Regions from separate parts of the Pan paniscus genome. Here region 1 is linked to region 2. A link is a contact called in public Hi-C data. All regions are on one chromosome and are shown on one strand. The core of a region is the stretch at or near the end of the contact, and the rest is flanking DNA. Distances in the headings are between cores, read along the strand shown. Region 1 holds the start of RNASEL (ribonuclease L). Region 2 holds the start of NPL (N-acetylneuraminate pyruvate lyase).

What was found. A called contact is a pair of places that touch in the nucleus more often than the background predicts.
Region 1: a contact with region 2 is called in a Hi-C map of induced pluripotent stem cells, with 6 times the contacts expected there. The contact joins the promoter of RNASEL here to the promoter of NPL in region 2. A contact is called at or near these places in 3 of 3 Hi-C or Micro-C datasets (fibroblasts, induced pluripotent stem cells and lymphocytes).

The regions. Positions count from the first base shown.
Region 1 is chr1:67,138,257-67,141,695 of NHGRI_mPanPan1-v2.0_pri, forward strand. RNASEL (ribonuclease L) reads left to right here and starts at 1,664. Exons shown (of 7, transcript XM_003824740.4): 1 at 1,664-1,840.
Region 2 is chr1:66,943,100-66,946,674 of NHGRI_mPanPan1-v2.0_pri, forward strand. It overlaps NPL (N-acetylneuraminate pyruvate lyase), which reads right to left and starts at 1,605. Exons shown (of 13, transcript XM_055110756.2): 1 at 1-1,605.

The DNA.
Region 1 (3,439 bases), core at 414-2,913, 200 kb after region 2:
GAGGTAGAAGCATATGACATAATGTGACGAGGAACTGGAGGCTAGCACTGATGATGCCCATGAGGAGTAGGGACAGGCAGGGACTGTATTATAACCTGAAATCATGATATGTTGGGTTTTTCGACTGTTTATGATCTATTTCTGCCTATTAAGATGCAAGCTTCAAGAAGAACTCCTTGAGGAACTGGTGTGGTAAATCACTCTATGCCAGATATGCAGAATAATCACTGGTAACATAGTCAGTGCTCAATAAGTTTGTTTTTTTTTTTTGAGACAGAGTCTTGCTCTGTCATCCAGGCTGGAGTGTAGTGGTACTATGTTGGCTCACTTCAACCTCCACCTCCCGGGTTCGAGCAATTCTCCTGCCTCAGCCTCCCGAGTAGCTGGGATTACAGGTGCACAACACCACACCTGGCTACTTTTTGTATTTTTAGTAGAGACGCAGTTTCACCATGTTGGCCAGGCTGGTCTTGAACTCCTGAACTCAGGTGATCTGCCTGCCTCGGCCTCCCAAAGTGCTGGGATTACAGGTGTGAGCCACCGGGCCTGTCCAACAAGTATTAATTAAATGAATAATGGGTTAAGGATTTTTGAACTTTGTCCTGAAAATGATGGTGGGTCAATGATGCAGGGTGGAACAATGGATGAAGGGCTAGGAAGCAAGTCATCAGTTTCTTGCTATAAATGATGACAAGGACTCGACTGGTCATCCCTTTGCAGATGAAAGCAAGAGACTTGGTGTTGGGATGAGGATGAGGGGTGGCCTCCGGGTGATGGTGCCATCTGTGGAGATGGAATAAGTGGGAGGAGGGGCAGATTTAGGAAAAGATGAGTATTTCCATTTGACACATATTCAAGATTTGTAGGTCTAAAGCTCAGCAGAGAGGCTGGGGTTAGAGAGCGAGGCCTGGGAATCCCTGGTGTATAAGGGGTGGTAGAGGCCCCGGGTCTGGATGGTGTGACACAGGTGGTCGTCAAGTGACCAGGCACTACTTGTTGTTCACAAGTCCCAGGGCTTTGTCTCCCCAGCAAGACTGGGTATTCTTTGGGGATGGAAATACTTTCCACTACAGCACTAAGTACACAGTACACAGCTCATTGCTAGGAAGATAGTCAAGAACAGAACTTGTAGAGCAGAAAGGAACCTTCAAAACCAAGTTATAGGAGAGAACTGAGGCCCTACATGGTTAAATCACATGCCTGAGGTCACTCAGCTAAGCAGCCACAGAGCTGGCTGTAGGATCAGGTCTCCAGACTGCCAGTCCGGTACCCTCCTGAGAAGGCCGCACTGCCTCAGAGCTGTGAGTTGAGTGAGCTGAGACAGGTGACAGGGCTTGGGCTTTGGGCTTACTTAGCTTCTATGAGCCTGTGTTTCATAATCAACAAGATTGTCAGGGGTTAACTGGGACCATGCTGCACGTAAAGCATTGTGTCTGGAACACAATAGGTGCTCAATATGTGTTTACTTTCCATTCCTTTCTTCCAAGAAGACCAGAATTTGCAATGACAAAAGAAAGGACGCAAGAGTGATGGATGCAGTTGGCTGCTGCCACCTGAAAGGCTGCAAGACTGAGAGGTGAGTGACATGACCCCGGGCATCACATTCCTCATCAGCAGACAGAAAGTGGCTATTGCTTTCCTCCAGAAGGTGTGCAAGTAGAAGCTTTGCTCCTGGTGCCAGAGTGAGCCTGTGGCTGCTTTCCCTCCCACACTCCTCACTCCTTTCTTGGCTCCGCCCTGCTGGCTCAGTGACGCAGCAGGAGGAAATTGCTCGGGCTGCAAGCAGTCTTCCAGGCTTTGCGGCTGCCAAAGGAATAATCGAGACGTCTGAGTTGAGCAGGTAAGGCAGGCAGAAGGAGGAAAGCTAGAAAACCTCGATAAGTCGATCCTGAAGAATTCTTGGGCTTTGGAGACTGGAGAGGCCAGGGGCTGGAGGACTTGGGAAGTGGGAGGGGAGCTCCCAGTCCTTGGCTGCCCGGAAGGATCTTCCTCAGTGCCCTTCCAGAGTTCTGTCAGAGTCCACACGTCATTTATCCATGTCCTCAGTTTCTCAGGCATCTCTTTGCGACTTACTCAGGTCGCACAGAGAAAGTGAAATTGAAAGCAGGATTGTCTGTTGGAGTACTTCCGCAGGCTCGTCTCTTCTCGACTCTGATGCGTCACTCAGGGCTTCCTTGATATTTCCTCTCCTTCCCGGCTCCTTTGTTTATACCAGCCCACCTCACATCTGATTGTAATGGGGACGGTCTACACAAACACTTTGGTTCAAAGATTTCATTGCCTGGTGATCGTGTATGTGTTGCACAATTAATTAAACTTCTAAGAGGCTAATCAATTAACCTCTGAGGCTTTGAAACTGTCAGAGTGGTGAGATTGCTGAAAAAGGGTTGCTTCGTGAATTCTATAGCAGATGCAGTAATTTAAATATTCAGGTAACAGTTTCGGGCTGTCTGATGATTGAACTGGATCTGTAATTCTCAGATCTGATTGACAGTTGGACGAAATTGATAGCTGCCAGTTGCCTATTCGTGTAGTAGCTATATGCACATGTGTAGGGAGAATAGAATTCACTAAGCAATTTATTTTTTCATAAAGGGATATAATTAGCTCTAACATTCATTGAGTGGCTAATATTTGCAACACTCCATACTTTAATGTACTTTACACACGACTGTATTTATTTTTGTCTCCATTTCAGGAAATAGAAAATTGAGATTCAACAATCCAAGGTTACAGGAAGTAATAGTAAAAAATTACACAGCCACAAGCTCAAACTTAGATCTCCCTAAGGTCAGAGTACAAGCTCTTTTCACTACTGCAGATACTCCTTGACTTATGATGGGGTTACATACAGATAAACCCATCCTAATTTGAAAATATTGTAGGTCAAAAGCACATTTAATACACCTAATTTGCTGAACGTCATAGCTTATCCTAGCTTACCTTAAATGTGCTCAGAACACTTACATTAGGCTACAGTTGGGCAAAATCATCTAGCTCAAAGCTTATTTTATAATAAAGTGTTAAATGTCTCATGTATTTATCGAATGCTATGCTGAAATAAAAAACAGAATGGTTGTATGTGTACTTGAAGTGTGGTTTCTACTGAATGTTTATTGCTTTTCCACCACTGCAAAGTCAAAAAATCATAAATCAAAGTCAAAAAACATAAGTCAGATATTGTCTGTACTTTAAATAGGGGCACAGGGTTGTACAAAGAGGACATGCACAGAGTCAGCAAACACAGTGATCAACCTTCCTGGTGACATAAGAATGCAAAGGGAAAAAAAGCCAAGAAATATATTTTTCTTATTGAATGAGGGTTCTTCTTTTTTTATTGATAAATAATTGATGTGCATATTTTCATGGTCTTTTTTTTTTTTTTTTTTGGAAGCCACCTATCTCTGGTAAGAATATATTTATATGACATTGAAAGCAA
Region 2 (3,575 bases), core at 355-2,854:
TAACTCCATTGGTGGGTCCTGTTTTATAAATGTATATATTACAGATGAGCAAGGATCATTCCATTTTACAGATCAGAAACAGGTTTAAAGAGTTGAAGTAATTTGCCAAAAGCCATAGAGCTGGTTAAGCTGTGGTTTGATTTCAAGTAGTCCAGAAGCTTGTGCTTTTAACACTATGTTATCCTACAGGAAAAAAAAAAAAAAAATACAAAAAGAAAAGAAAAAAGAAAAACCCTTAGTTACATGAAGCAAGTTCTCCTAAGGCTGCAGCATGGCTTTTTGTTTTGGTTTGGTTTTTGTAATATTAACAAGAATATTATATCCTAATGGTACAATGAAAGTTTTTTTTTTTTTGGAAAGTCACAGTTTAATAAGTGCAAAATTAAGTATGTCAATACCCAAAAGGTATAGGTCATTAGGCTTAACATTGTCAGCCAACAAACCAATATTCTAAATGCATGAACTAACTACTTTTTGTATAAATATGGTAGTGCAAAGTAATTCCTTATAATAATTTGTTAGTGTCTACCAAGAAGCAGATGCTAAGATGGGATTAGATGTGCAAGAAACTTATTGGGGCAGGGATTTGGAGCAGACAGGAGCAGCCTGCAGACTGATGTAGGGCTGACATCTGTGGAACAAAAGATGGAAGAAAGGAGCATGGAGTAGGGAGAGTCTCACTGCATTCTTACAGTATCCACTCTGTGCCGTTATGAAACTCAGAGCCTATACTGTGAAGTGTTGGGGAGACATTGTTGTTTTAAAATATGGTAAATGCAGTGATAGACTGTACAGAGATATTACAGGAACACTGAGCTCTAATCTGGGCTGAAGGGGGTGGTGTGTGTGTGTGTGTGTGTGTGTGTGTGTGTGTGAAGAGGCAGGAGGGTGTTCCAGAAACGTCTTACTGGGGAAGGTCACAGCCAAGCTAAATATCAGACAATGAGTAGGGCTTAGAAGAAGAGAGGCAGCAAAAGGCTCAGTGCTGAACTGCAGGCCTCTAACCCCCTTCTGATAAGCGGCAGCCTCTGTGAGATTTCTTCTATTATTATGTAGTATTATTTAATCATTAATTTTCTTGCTTTTGTTTCTTGCCCCCAACTCCACTGCAAGGTGTTCAAGGCAGGCATCATGTCCTATTCCTTTGTTTTTCCCACAGTGCGGGACATAGTGTCTATCCAAGTGCAGGCCAAGAGGGTGAGATTTGGAAATATTACTACCATCAACTCTCCTTTGTCTAAAACAAATGTATGTCAGGGTTTTGTATCAGATTTTGTTTGCTACAATTCAAATTTGAAACCCCCTGGTGCAGGGGAAAGAGCTTGGGAGATATGGTGCAATGAACTTGGTCAGAACAGTCATATATTCTATCCTTGGAGCTGGTGGTGATGCCCCCATCACAGGCTCCTGAACTGACTGTGGGTGAGGGGTGGTCCCCCAGAAAGTTTCCCCTTATCTTCTGGTAAGGCTATACTAACCTGAAAAGAGAAAATGGATTTTCAACAACTGAAACACTGCTAAATTGCGGAACACTTATGAAGGAAGGAGACCTAAGTTGGATCTTGAAGTGTTACCCATTGTGTTCCAGTAAAAGGTCTGTCCACAGGTGGACAAGAGTCTGTTCCATTCACTGTGAAGAACGCGTAACCGGGTATGAGAGTCACTTCTGGAAATTCTGGCTTGTAAGGGTGTGTCAATGGGGCTGATGGAAAAGGTAGGGTTTATTTTTTCATCAGAGTCCAGAGGTCTTCAGAGAAGGGAACAGGCCACGAATAGAAGTTGAACTGATTGCTGGCCCTGAGACAAAAACCCTTGTCCTTTAGGGTTTATCTTCTGAGCGTGAGTGCTAACTAGGAGAGGGACATCTCTTGAGAAGGGAAAAGTCCTGTGCATAAGCTTGGTTTCAGAAGACCCTTTGGGATCCCAGGAGGGGGCAGCATAGTGCGGCCATGCTCAGCTGTCTTTTGGCTTAGCCCTTTAGTGAATGCTTACTGGGTTCTTAAGGAGAGAGAGCTAGAAGGAAAAAAATGAGTTGAACACAAGAGATATACTTCTATATTCGGCATTCTTAAACCTAAGATCTGTGACTCCAGATTTTTAAGTAACAACTTTATTGACATATATTTCACTATGATACAATTCATTTAAGTGTATAATAGTTCAGTAGTTTAGTCTATTCACAGAATTGTGCAACTTGTGTCACCATTTTAGAACATTTTCATCACTCCCTCCAAGAAAACCCTAGCCATTAGTAGTCACTCATTTTTCTATTTCCGCCTCCCCACCCCCAGCCGTAAGCAGCCACCAATCTATTTCTTTCTTCTTACTTTTTTTTTTGGTTGCCCAGGCTGGAGTGCAATGATGCAATCTTGGCTCACCACAACCTCTGGCTCCCAGGTTCAAGTGATTCTCCTGCCTCAGCCTCTGGAGTAGCTGGGATTACAGGCATGCGCCACCATGCCAGGCTAATTTTGTATTTTTAGTAGAGGCGGGGTATCTCCATGTTGGTCAGGCTGGTCTCAAACTCCCAACCTCAGGTGATCCGCCCGCCTCAGCCTCCCAAAGTGTTAGGATTACAGGCGTGAGCCACTGTGCCTGGCCGCCACTAATCTATTTCTATAGATTTGCCTGTTCTGGACATTTCATATAAATGGAATTATATGGTGTGTGTGTGTGTGTGTGTGTGTGTGTGTGTGTGTGTGTGTGTGTTTTGAGACAGGCTCTCGCTCTGTTACCTAGGCTAGAGTGCAGTGACATGACCACAGCTCACTGTACCTTTGACCTCCCAGGCTCAAGCTATCCTCCCACCTCAACCTCCTAAGTAGCTGGGACTATAATCGTGTGCTGCATCTGGCTAATTTTCTGTTTATTTTTTGTAGATACAAGGTCTCACTATGTTACCCAGGCTGGTCTCAGACCCCTGAGCCCAAGAAATTGCCGCCTTGACCTCCCAAAGTATGGGATTACAGGCATGAGCCACTTCACCCAGCCATGCTATGTGGTCTTTTGTGTCTGGCTTCTTTCATTTAGCATACATAACGTTTTCAAGATTTATTCATATTGTGGATTGAGTTAGTATCTCATTCCTTTTTATGTCCATTGTGTGGCTATACCACATTTTATTTATCTTTTCCATTGTGACAAGGATGCTTTTCATCTGGCTGACTTCTACTCAGATGCAACCTTCCTAAAAGGGACCTCACTCAGCTCTTCCCAATGTAGGTGACAACCTCTCCTCATAACACCCAGTGCTTTCCTTTCTGATCACAACTTCTTGGTGTGGATGTGGTCTATCTGTTCTGTTTCATGTGACACATATAGTGCCAATACTGCATAAATGGTTGAAATAGTATGGCATGCAGAATGGATGTTGATAACAGAGAGCTATGTGCTGGCTCTGTGGCCTGAACATAGACTTTATCACTGATGGGAGCAGGGTGCCTCCCTGTTGACTAGGGTTAAGGCAACAGTAGGAACCCTCCTGGCCAAGAGGGCTGGTATCACACAGAGAGTAAGGACTGGACAAAGAGGACTGTAATGCCTCTTTGTGACCAAGCAGGATGGATTCCTGGCAT